2 separate regions of the Zea mays genome follow, and region 2 is linked to region 1. The links are chromatin contacts, called in public Hi-C maps. All regions are on one chromosome and are shown on one strand. Each heading gives the region's core, a stretch centred on a gene start, on an enhancer-like site or on the middle of the called end of the contact. The rest is flanking DNA. Distances are from core to core; before and after follow the strand shown.

Evidence for each region. A called contact is a pair of places that touch in the nucleus more often than the background predicts.
Region 2: a contact with region 1 is called in a Hi-C map of leaf mesophyll, with 2.5 times the contacts expected there. The contact joins the promoter of LOC100273945 here to the promoter of LOC100282704 in region 1. A contact is called at or near these places in 13 of 25 Hi-C or Micro-C datasets (bundle sheath, ear, endosperm and 4 more).

Annotation. Positions count from the first base shown.
Region 1 is chr9:96,584,871-96,590,136 of Zm-B73-REFERENCE-NAM-5.0, reverse strand. LOC100282704 (SEC14-like protein 1) reads left to right here and starts at 3,468. Exons shown (of 11, transcript NM_001155611.2): 1 at 3,468-3,828; 2 at 4,015-4,043. The coding sequence starts at 3,777.
Region 2 is chr9:96,734,647-96,740,516 of Zm-B73-REFERENCE-NAM-5.0, reverse strand. It overlaps LOC100273945 (26S proteasome regulatory subunit 10B homolog A), which reads right to left and starts at 4,561. Exons shown (of 10, transcript XM_008661540.3): 1 at 4,119-4,561; 2 at 3,087-3,206; 3 at 2,734-2,870; 4 at 830-991; 5 at 620-706; 6 at 459-545. The coding sequence starts at 4,365.

The DNA.
Region 1 (5,266 bases), core at 2,219-4,718:
CAGTCCGGTGAATTATAGCGCGAGTGCCTCTGGAAATTCCCGAAGGTGGCGAGTTCTGGTTGGAGTCCTCTGGTGCACCGGACATGTCCGGTGGTGCACCGGACACTGTCCGGTGGCACACCGGACAGTCCGGTGTGCCAGACCAGAGGTGCCTTCGGTTGCCCCTTTGCTCTTTTGTTGAACCCAACTCTTGGTCTTTTTATTGGCTAAGTGTGAACCTTTAGCACCTGTATAACTTATACACTAGAGCAAACTAGTTAGTCCAAAGATTTGTGTTGGGCAATTCAACTACCAAAATTAATTAGGAACTAGGTGTAAGCCTAATTCCCTTTCAACATGTCCTTCAGCTTTTGCCATGAGGTAATCGTTCCTGGTCGAAGGGAGGAATACCAGGTTTGAGCAACACTTCTGACGGCCATAACGAAATATTTGGCCATGACTGCAGCATTGCCACCATACGAAGATACTGTTGCTTCGTAGCTCATCAAAAACTGCTTCGGGTCTGAATGACCATCGAATATGGGAAGCTGAGGCGGCTTGTAGGATAGAGGCCAAGGTGTAGCCTGCAGCTCAGCGGACAGAGGAGAAGCATCATCAAAAACAAAATTTCCATGATGGAAATTGTCATACCAGTCATCTTCGTTGAGAAAACCCTCCTGATGAAAGTCTTGGTGTTGGGGTCTTCGGTGTTGCTCATCCTGAGTAAGATGACGAACTTTTTCAGAGGCTTCGTCTATCTGCCTTTGCAGTTCAGCTAGTCTGGCCATCTTTTCCTTCTTCCTCTGCACCTATTGATGAAGTATCTCCATGTCTCTGATTTCTTGGTCTATCTCATCCTCTGGCGGTGTCGGGCTAACAGCCTTCCTTTTCTGGCTTCGGGCCTCCCGAAGGGAGACAGTCTCCTGATTGTGGTCCAGCGGTTGCAGAGCTACAGCCCCAGTTGCTGAAGCTTTTTTCGGCGCCATAGCGAAGGTTTATGATCGCCGAAGGTGTTCAAAAACTCAAAAGAGTGGAAGTGAGTTCACCGGAGGTGGGCGCCAATGTTGGGGACTTGTTCTCAGATGCTATGAGTTAAGAACAAGGCAACATAAAAAATGTTAATCGGTTAAGCCCTTCGTCCTTCGAAGCATTATTCCCCTTAGGATATAATGATTTCCGGACGAAGGTTATGAAGGATATACCTTCATAAATTCATTACACAGTGACGAAGGATGAATTATAAGAAATATAAAGGATAACATAAACAATTATGTATTATTATCATGTATAAACAGAAGTGACGTCAAATTACAAATGTACCTTCAACTTGAAGGAGATGAAAGTAAAAGCGTGACGCAAAAGTGAATGCCAAATCAGCGTGAACAGTACGGGGGTACTGTTCACCTATTTATAGGCACAGGACACAGCCTATGCAAAATTACATTTATGCCCTTTACATTTGATAATAATTCTATAGTAATCTATCGAGGTCTGAATAGCCTTTTCATCTTTAAGTCAATTTCATTTTTTGCTGCCACGCCGAAGCTTTCCTGCTCACACCTTCGGCGTTGTATCAACCTTCGTATTATTCTGGTCTGCTGTGATGCTGACTTGACTCCGAAGATACCTGTTCACACACTATACTCCAGAAATACTGTTAAATACTGTTTTTGAGGACCTTCGGAAGCCGAAGGCCCCCAACACCGCACATCTACGATACAACATCCCACAACTCTTCTCCCATTAATCTAATTGTGGCCGCTCCCGTCCAGATCAACGGTCATCGGCTCATCTCCTACCTCCGGCGTTGCCCACGACGGTGCTGACTGCAGTGCACGATGGAGGCCTCGCCGGAGTGAGGTGTCCAGGCGTTCTAGGCCCCTTCATCTACTAAGGATAGGTGTTGCACGAAGCTCAGTCGATCGCGGACTGGATAGGTGTGTCTCACCGTTGATTGTTGTGATGACCAGTCTAGCCATGGCGGAGCGCGGATCCCCGGCGATGGCGAGCAATTACCGAGCCACCGGGTCATCGCAGCGCCCGCCACCACCACACCCAGGTTCCTGGCAATCTAGAGAAGCTCCCTATGCACCATCCGAGGCATTAGCGCCAGCGCGCTGGTGATTTCCCCCGCGGCGGACCTATTCTCCCTCCCATGGATGCTCTCGGTTACCTCAACTCCCTGGTTGTGCTCGCCCTATTGGTTCATGGGGGGGGGTGCGGTGCTCGAGTCACATATATAGGCACAGATGAAGAGTCCGAGGTGAACTCGTTTGGCTGATCCGTCATACGCGGCGAGCTCCACGCCTTCGGTTGAGAAACAGACGGGAGGAAGGAGATATGTCTGACGGACGGGGCCCACCTTCCAGCGAGTTAACCCGATGAGCGCGTGTGCGACAGAAATGCTAAGGAGAGGGCCCCACCTGGCGGTCACTTGAATGATGAAGCCACTGGGCTGGCAGGAAGCAAGCGCCTGGGCTACGTGGGCATGAATTTGGCCGATATCGTAGTCACGTAAAACTTTTATCTTTTCTAATCCCATTTTCTATTTTTCTGATTTTATTTCCCATTTTCAAATTCCAGATTTAATTTTTTAATTCAAACTTCGGGTCCAAGTTATCATGCAACAATCAAAATATCCAGCATGATGCAACTTTATTTAAATATTTATTTATTATTTTATTCATTTAAATAAATGCTCCTTAATATACATCACATCTAACGAAGGATTTTATTTTAAGAAATAATCTTTTGATGTGTCTTCCAAAAAGAAGGTGTAGAAATTCATTATTCATTATCTATTTATTTTAAAAGGAGGTAATGTATACTTCCTATTAAGAGTTAATTAAATTATATAAATATGTATTTATAGTTTATGAGGAGAACATATCAATAGTCTCTTTCTACTATTTATTTTCCCGAGTTTCAAATTAGATTCAAGTTTCAAAATTTGGGATTTTTTTTGAATTACCAAAGTTATGATAGTACCTTTTTAGGGAAATATGCTTTATAAAGAAAGGAATACACACTTTAACTTAAATTACTTCGTGGAGTTTTTCTAATTCCAAAATAAGATTTTGAGAAATTACATAAGTGTGGATTACTTAAAAAAAATCATAGAAGAAAGGCATATGCTACGCAAACGGCTCCTCTGTCATAACATCCGACGGTTGTCGTGTGGGACCAGACTCACACGTCAGTTGTCCGGTTACCGCAACGTCCATATATGTTACCGGCTTACCGCAGACTGCTAGATATTATCACAACAAACCTATTAAATTCCGGTGCCCAAAGGGACCATCAACGCTTCCCAAATTTAAAAAAAGCTAATAAGAAAGATACTCCTAAAGAAGATGTAACACCGTGGCAAAAAGTAATACCAATACATGAAACGAGAAGCACATGAAAGCACTAATCAACTGCTTTTTATAAAAATAAAAAGGAAATGCAGCCCTGCCCTAGTCCACACTCCACACTTCAGCTGTTTAGCAAGGCAGCAGAATAGCAGTAGCCCATGTTGTTGAGGACAGGTCGCCTGTAGGCCAACCGACCAAAGGGCCACAGCACTACAGCAGGCCGGCCAACACGACTCCGAGTTGGAGGCGACCTCCGCTCCCCTCTTCCTCCCTCTTTCCGACTTTCCCTCCCTACTCGCCCCCGCGCCGCGCCAATCTTTTTTCCCTCTTGACGGCGCACATAAATCCGCGCCAAATCGTCAAACCAAAACCAGGCCGCGCCCGCCTCGTCAGTCCTCAGTCCTCACTTTCGGGCCGAGCTCCGGATATCCAGCGGCGGCAATGGCAGCCGAAGCCAGCGCCGTCCAGCAGCTCGCTGGCCTCCTGGACCAAGGTGAGAGTTTTCGCTCCAGATCACCGGTAAAGTTTGAATTTCTTTTTTTTTGTTGTCGGAGCGGCCGCCCGGCTCGGACTTGGGTTTATCTCTCGGATTTTTCGGTTCCGGGGTTTGTGTGGGCTCGTCTGCTTCCAATAATGTCGTAACGCTGCTTTCTCTGGCTACTGGCTTGGATTCTTGCAGTGGACGCGCCGCTGAAGAAGACATTTGAGGTATGGATCTATGCGTCTCTCTCTTTTTACCTTCATATCGATTCTTCTGTCGAAGTGTCAAGCATGGGCGTGTGTGTTGTATTTAGTCTGCATTTCGATTTGGATCAGACAGAGCCTTTGCTTAGATCAGGTCAACAGTTTGAGTGACTAGTCTGACTTAGATGATCAAGTGGCTAAGTGAGACTGGGCGTTTGCTAGATTGCTGGTACTAGACTACTTGTACTGATGTCTGATTTGGACCAGCCAGTTCATGCCTGAGCTTTTGTTTTCACTTTTCACTAATGCGTAGTCAATTGACACTGACACAGCTGAACCAACATGAATACGGATCTAAGGATAAATTCACAGTTGTGAAAGTTGACGGACTTGCTGATTCCCTGCAAAATGTTACTTTGTTCTTTGATCTAAGCCACACGTTTGGGATCCCTGGGGTAATTTTGAGTAGTTTGACGACGGGGGCTGAGAGGTGGAAGCAGTGATGCTTTCCACGAAGGATGTGTCGAGGAATATTCTGATCTCAGATCCACTATATCAACTAGTGGACAGCGATATTTTTGGTCTCCTCCAGCCTTCTGATATGTTGGTAGTAATGCATACCTCAGCACCTTTCCTCGTGTTTGGTTGCTTGTCAATGGAGCTGTCTTTTGGTTGTTGAGAACTATTTTATAGAATGATTTCACCTTTTGCTCTTTACTTCGTTAATATAATGGCACTTGACACTTATCATCCCAGTGTGCAGACACATGCTGGTAGGCATCCTATGCATCCGGCACTTATGAATTGACTTCCTTTGTTTTATTCTGTCATTTTACCAGTTAATTTTAGTTTGCAGGATAACATTTCCATCTGAAATCCTCTCTAAAGGCTAGGCTTATCTGCACACTCTGTGCTGAGTAGGAGATGCCAAATAATTCCCAGCAGAACCTCTTGGCTGGTGCCTGGTGGAGTGAGAATCAAAAGAAAGTGCCACTTGCAAGTTGCAACAGAATTATTGCCTCAATAACATGAGGCAAGCAAAGTATAAGTGCAAGCGACTATAACTTTCCTTAAAAATGGAATGGTAGACAAGTTTCTCGCAGGATGCTTCGTTTGAGGGATTACCACATTCTAGGTTGATTGGTCTGTTACAGGATCATCCCATGATTTTAGATGGACGTTCCCATTCTGTATTCTTTTACTGAGTTGTGATTGTTAGGGATGAGGTGGTGATAGGCCAATTAATG
Region 2 (5,870 bases), core at 3,312-5,811, 150 kb before region 1:
CCCCATAGCACTCCTCCCTCCCTGCAGCTCTCCTCTTTCTCCCTGCGGGCCGCCCCGCCCCACCGTGACCTGCGCGCTCGGCCGCGCCACCACTGCCTGAGAGGGAGGCAGGGAGCAGACCACGCACGCCGCCAAGGACGTGCCCTGCTCGCCATGCCACCGTGCCCTTCTCACCGCCGCTCGCCCCCAAGGCGTCGATCCGACGACACTCCGCCGCAGTGGACGTCTTATGCCCTAAAGCAATCCATGAACGCTTTAGTGCCTAAGCGACACTAAGGCGACGCTTCACGTCCTTGATAAGCATGCCCATTTGTGCGTAATTTTAGCTTTTTACCATTTAAACGTGGGGGAGCATGACGACAGTGAAAACCGTGAAAACTAGTGCTTTATATAAATAAATAAATAAATCAGAATAGCTAGGTATACATACACAGATAACAAAATAAAACAAAGCTTACCTGATGCTCACGTGCATAGTTAAACATTTCACGAATTAAGCGTGCACTTTCACCAATGTATTTATCAATGATAGCACTTGACACCACCTGTTTAAAAGGTGACATCAGTGAATAAACATATGCTTAATATATGTTATAAGTTACTAGAAAAATATCCAGACCTTCAAAAAATTAGCATCAATGTTGCTAGCAATGGCTCTAGCTAGGAGCGTCTTCCCAGTTCCAGGTGGACCGTAGAGCAGCACGCCCTTGAATGAGTAAAGTAACATTTGGTACACCCCAAGATCATTAAAATGGGCAGCCATTAATTTGAGGCTTTGAGCTAACTATGTGATTTTGTATTCCTAAGCAAATTTATTTCTTGAACTTACCTTCGGCGGTTTAATCCCGACACGGAGAAACAATTCTGGGTTCATAAGAGGTAATTCAATGGATTCTCTGAGTTCCCTTATTTGATCTGACAACCCACCTACAGCTGAGTAACTTACATTGCCAGGATCTTCATGTAGCATGTTGTAAACCACAGGGTCGACCTGAGAAGTAGGAATAAGAACAATATTGCTTATTGCATCAAGGATTAATAATGTCCAATTCATATATAGTAACTAAATACAAGTCGATCAGGTTGCGATTGAGGGATGCAGGTGTCTAAAAAAGAAGGAAAGGAAATCTGGGCTGCTATAAAAATACAGCACTACCAGGTCACAATTGAGGGACGCAGGCATGGTTTTTGTCCTTTTGAGGCGGTGAAGTGAGGTGCGGTGCCCTACCCCGCTCACAACACCTAGGCGTTTATACCATAAAGGCATAGTGTAAGCTAGAATTTTAGATACTAGTGCAGCACATACATCATTATTTGTCCTTCTTAAGCCTGCACATACTAGTACAACTAGGAGAGCACTACTAATCAATGTGTATCATACTAACCAAAGGAAGAACCCAAGCAGATATTATACTAATCAAAGAAAGATCATTGTGCTTTGTGTGTACCCCGTATGTGACTATGTAACAGGCCAATATATATAAAAAAACAGCATACAATGTTCAGAGCGAGTAGTAGTGCAAGAGCAATGGCAGAGTAAATAACCATAAAAAGTGGCAGGTGGCTAGGAGATTTGGAATACCAGAACAGAGGAGGCCGCAGGGGCCTAGGAGATTTGGAGGGCCAGAACAGAGGAGACGGCAGGGGGCTAGGAGATTTTGGGGCTAGAACAGAGGAGGCAGCAGGAATGTACGCACTTACCAGGTAGACAGCCAGATGGGAACGGGTGACAGCAGTAAAGACTCGAAGCGAGCAGGCAGGTGCGGTGCAGACGCTCGACGGTGTCCGGTCCGGCACTGAGGCCGGCGGGTGGCAGCTATGGATGGCTGGCGGTGAAAGGAACTCGAGCAAGCAGATTTAACCCAGAGAAACAGCCTAGCGGAGATGCAGTGGCTGCCAGCCGCCGCCGCTACGACCTCCAGGCCCGCCATCCGCCTTCTCTTTTCCTCTCTTCCTCTCTCTGTACCCACACACTTTTCCACTCTCTTCCATTATGGTGCAGTCGATTCCCACCAAACCCCCCCCCCCTTCCACACACACACAGGGGCGGACCCAGTGGGTGGTCCATATAGGCCATGGCACACCCTAAGATCATATAAGGTTAGTTAGCGTAGTGGTGTAACTACTATTTTTTGAACTTGGCAGTCAAGGTTCGAGTCTTGTTGATCTCTATTTTTTGTTTCTTTTTTTGATATTTTTCCTGGCACACCCTAAGCGTAGCAGCTGGGTCCGCAACTGCACACACACACAGATCTGTGTCTGGCATCCGCAGTCTTATAGGTGTCCGCCCAACACCATTCCATGCCTAGGCAATGCCTAATTGTGGAAGGCGGACACCATATGCGTGGAGGTCGTGGCGACCCCGACGTCCAACACCCAAAGCACACATTGTCGCCTAGGTGACAACTAACGATGCCTCATGAACCATGGACGCAGGTGTCTAAAAATGGAAGGAAAGATAAACTGGGCTGCTGTAATAATGAACCATGAAATCCATTGCCCACCTAGGTAGCCCTACCCCTTCCTCTAGTCTACCCATCCTGACCGCTTCCTGTCTCCACACAAAGGGAACTCGGTCACCCACCACAAATCCATCAACCTAATCAACCCTAAATCCTATGACTGGTTTAAACTACTAAGTTTGTAAATAGATAGCGATCACAGAGGCTTAATTTCAAAAGTAATCAAATGGACACGAACACATAAGCAGAATAATATGTAACAAACATATACCTCACGTGGCAGAATGCGCATAATGGTAAGTGTTGTCATGTCAAGAACAACTCGTGTACCAGCAATCAACTTTTCTTTGTCAACTTTACTTCGGCAGGCAACAACATAACGTGGTCCGCTGCTAGCCTTGACAATAACTTCGAAAAAGACATGTTTCAGTTACTTTGATAAAACTAGGTACATTATTAATCAGTTGAGAAGTAACAAGTCTTTAGCATGACGTAATAAAAGTTCATGTTTGTAAACTTCTAGGAAAAAGAATACGCAATTAAAGATCACATAAATAATTCATCAGTGTTTCATTATTCGTACTAACAAATTTTGAGACAAACATAAGGATTTTTTTTACTTACATCGTTCCTTGTCCAAAGGTCGAAGCACTTCACCGATAATTTGACCAACACTTTGCAGTGATTTTAGATCCTCTTCAGTTTTTTCCAAGTTTTTCTTTGCATTTTTTAGATTCTCCCTCCCTGAGTCCAGATACACAAGTTCATCACAAAAATCAAGATAACAAAAGTATCAGGTATATGCTATGAGTACAAAAATGTTTGCTATCGCATCTATCAGTTATGAGCATAACAAAACCTGTAACATTGATGTAAATAGTATAAGCATAAGAGAATCAATCACAAGAGGGACCACCCGCTATGGAGCATTGAGGAACGGCACGTCAACAGCACCACACTTACAGGTGCACAGAATATATCACTCGGGCACAATAAATCTAGTATTTTGGTACACCATTTGAAGTCACATTGGCCCATATTCATAAACTTCCTCCAAAACTAGTTTACTATCCCAAATGCTGAATGGAGTTGCTCTCATATTATTACCAAAAGGTTATGTGCAACTATAACCAAATAACCAATCTGACATGCCACACAATAAACAACACGAATATAGGACTCTAGCATGAAAGGTAGAGTGACTACGTAGAATCTCAATTAGTGGAGGTAACAACTCTTATTTCCCCCAAAAACATTAACTCAAAATTGAACTCCAAATATACGTATATCCTCAGCAGGTCCGGACAACACCCGCAGCCATTTACAGAATGGTCAACGGCCACTAACTAAATGCAAGCTAACCGAAAAGTGGAAACCATGCGCTTGCATCCAAAATTTCTGACTTATAAAACCCACCCTACACGAGAACCTATCCAACGTAAAAACTCTAAGGCTGAACCGCCGAAAATACGCCACACCCGCCAAACCCAAATTGGGGCAGCCAAAACCCTACCCCGCCGCCGTAGTACCGTAAAATCCAGATCCCCCCATCCGCGATCGCCGCTCGCAAACGCCAAGACACTGAACCCCAGAGACCGACGATGACATCCACGCACGGGTAGACGGGCGGAAGAGGATGCGGCAGTGGAGTGTTACCAGTTTTGACCCGCGCCTCGAGCTCCCGGCAGGTGAGGAGCTTCTTGCGGTACTCGGCGATCGCAGCACGGCGGCGGGCTTCTTCCCCGCCCTCGGCCATCCTCTTCCTCAACCTTCCTCGGCGGCGGCGGCGGCGCGAGGCTTTCTTTTTTTTTTTACGGAGGTGGACCCTGTTTTTCCAGAATGCAGAAGCAGAACACAGGCTTTGCTTCTTCTCTCGCAAGAAATGTAAAGCGGAATTTTTCATAAATTAAATAATTCCTTATGTAAATTGGGACCCTTCTGCCTCCTGGTCGGATTTCGAGCCCTTCTGCTGGGGGCCTGCCAAGTGCCAGGCTAGGTCGTCTGTGGGCTTTTTCCGGACATTGCTCGGAAGGATTACTCAGGCCCGGCCCATATAAGTTAGTGTCACCCCAAAGAGCGAGCAGCCCAAAATTTTCTTTCAGGAATAGAGATGGCAATGTCTAGATTCCTGATTCCTCGCGGGGAATTTCTATATTGAGGATGGGAGAAAAGTTTCTCCCCCATGGAAATGTAAATGGTGAAAAAAATCTCCTTTGACGTCCTATTTCCCGCGGGGACCTATTAAACTTACATACAATAATATTTTCATGTAATAGTTAATGATAAAATAAATACTTATCTTGTCAAGAGATCACTCGTTGTACAAATTTGTTCAATTTGATATACACATAATGATAGGGAAGAAATGTCCCAGCAAACTTTTATGGGGATCCCCACGGGTAATTTTTTTCGTCACCGGGATGGAAAAATTCGATGAGGAATTTTTGGGGGATTTTCGTGTTGCCATCCCTGTTAAGGAAACTGTAACATCCAAATTCCATCATCTAAAACTAACCAAATTTAATTTATTAGTTTCCAATAAAAATTATGTTTTAAAAATAGAGATATAAAAAAGTTATATAATTTATTAAATAGATGAAATTTTGCTAAGTGTTTGTTGTATTCATGTAAAGTTTCATGCCTGCAAACCCTCGGTTTTCCGCCAGTCTCTCGATTTCGGATAAAATACTTGTTAGGCCCTTGATTTATTCAAAATTAACCCTGAGAGTTGTAGTTATTTATAATTAGATCCCTACATGGCCTTTTTTGCTTTTAAATGAATAATTTAAGTCCAAATAAAATCCATTTTTATTTTGTTAGCTTTTGTTTTAACATGGTAAATATTTTAGCACAATTTTGTCACTAGATTTCATATTTCTAAATTATATAGTTTATATAATACCTTTTGGGATAATAGATTCTTAATAAAAATTAAAAAGAAAAGGTAGACCATGTGTTTTCTTACCAAAAATCAAGATATTTATTTATTTTATTCACATAAAAACCTATTTCGATTTATATCTTAGTTTTTAATAAATAAATATATGTTTCAAAACACAATTTATAATCTTCTAACCCAAAGCCTTGGATGTTCCATAATATAGCTTTTCTAAAAATGATTAAAATGGTGTAGTTAATGTTTATAATTAAGATGTGTCTAAGTTTGTATCCTTGATTTTATAAATTATAGAGAAAACCATTTTTCTTAAAGAGTACCTTTTCGTTATAATCTTTGCTTTGATATTTTTAGAAATAAATAATATTTTCATTATTGTACTAATCTTGTTTATAGTGATCTATTGTATGAATATTGATTAGTGCTTATTTTTATTTATTTGTGTATCGCATAGAGGTTGATCTGTTATCTGAGAATTAGGACCAGTTCGAAGAAGAACCCTGGGAATTCTG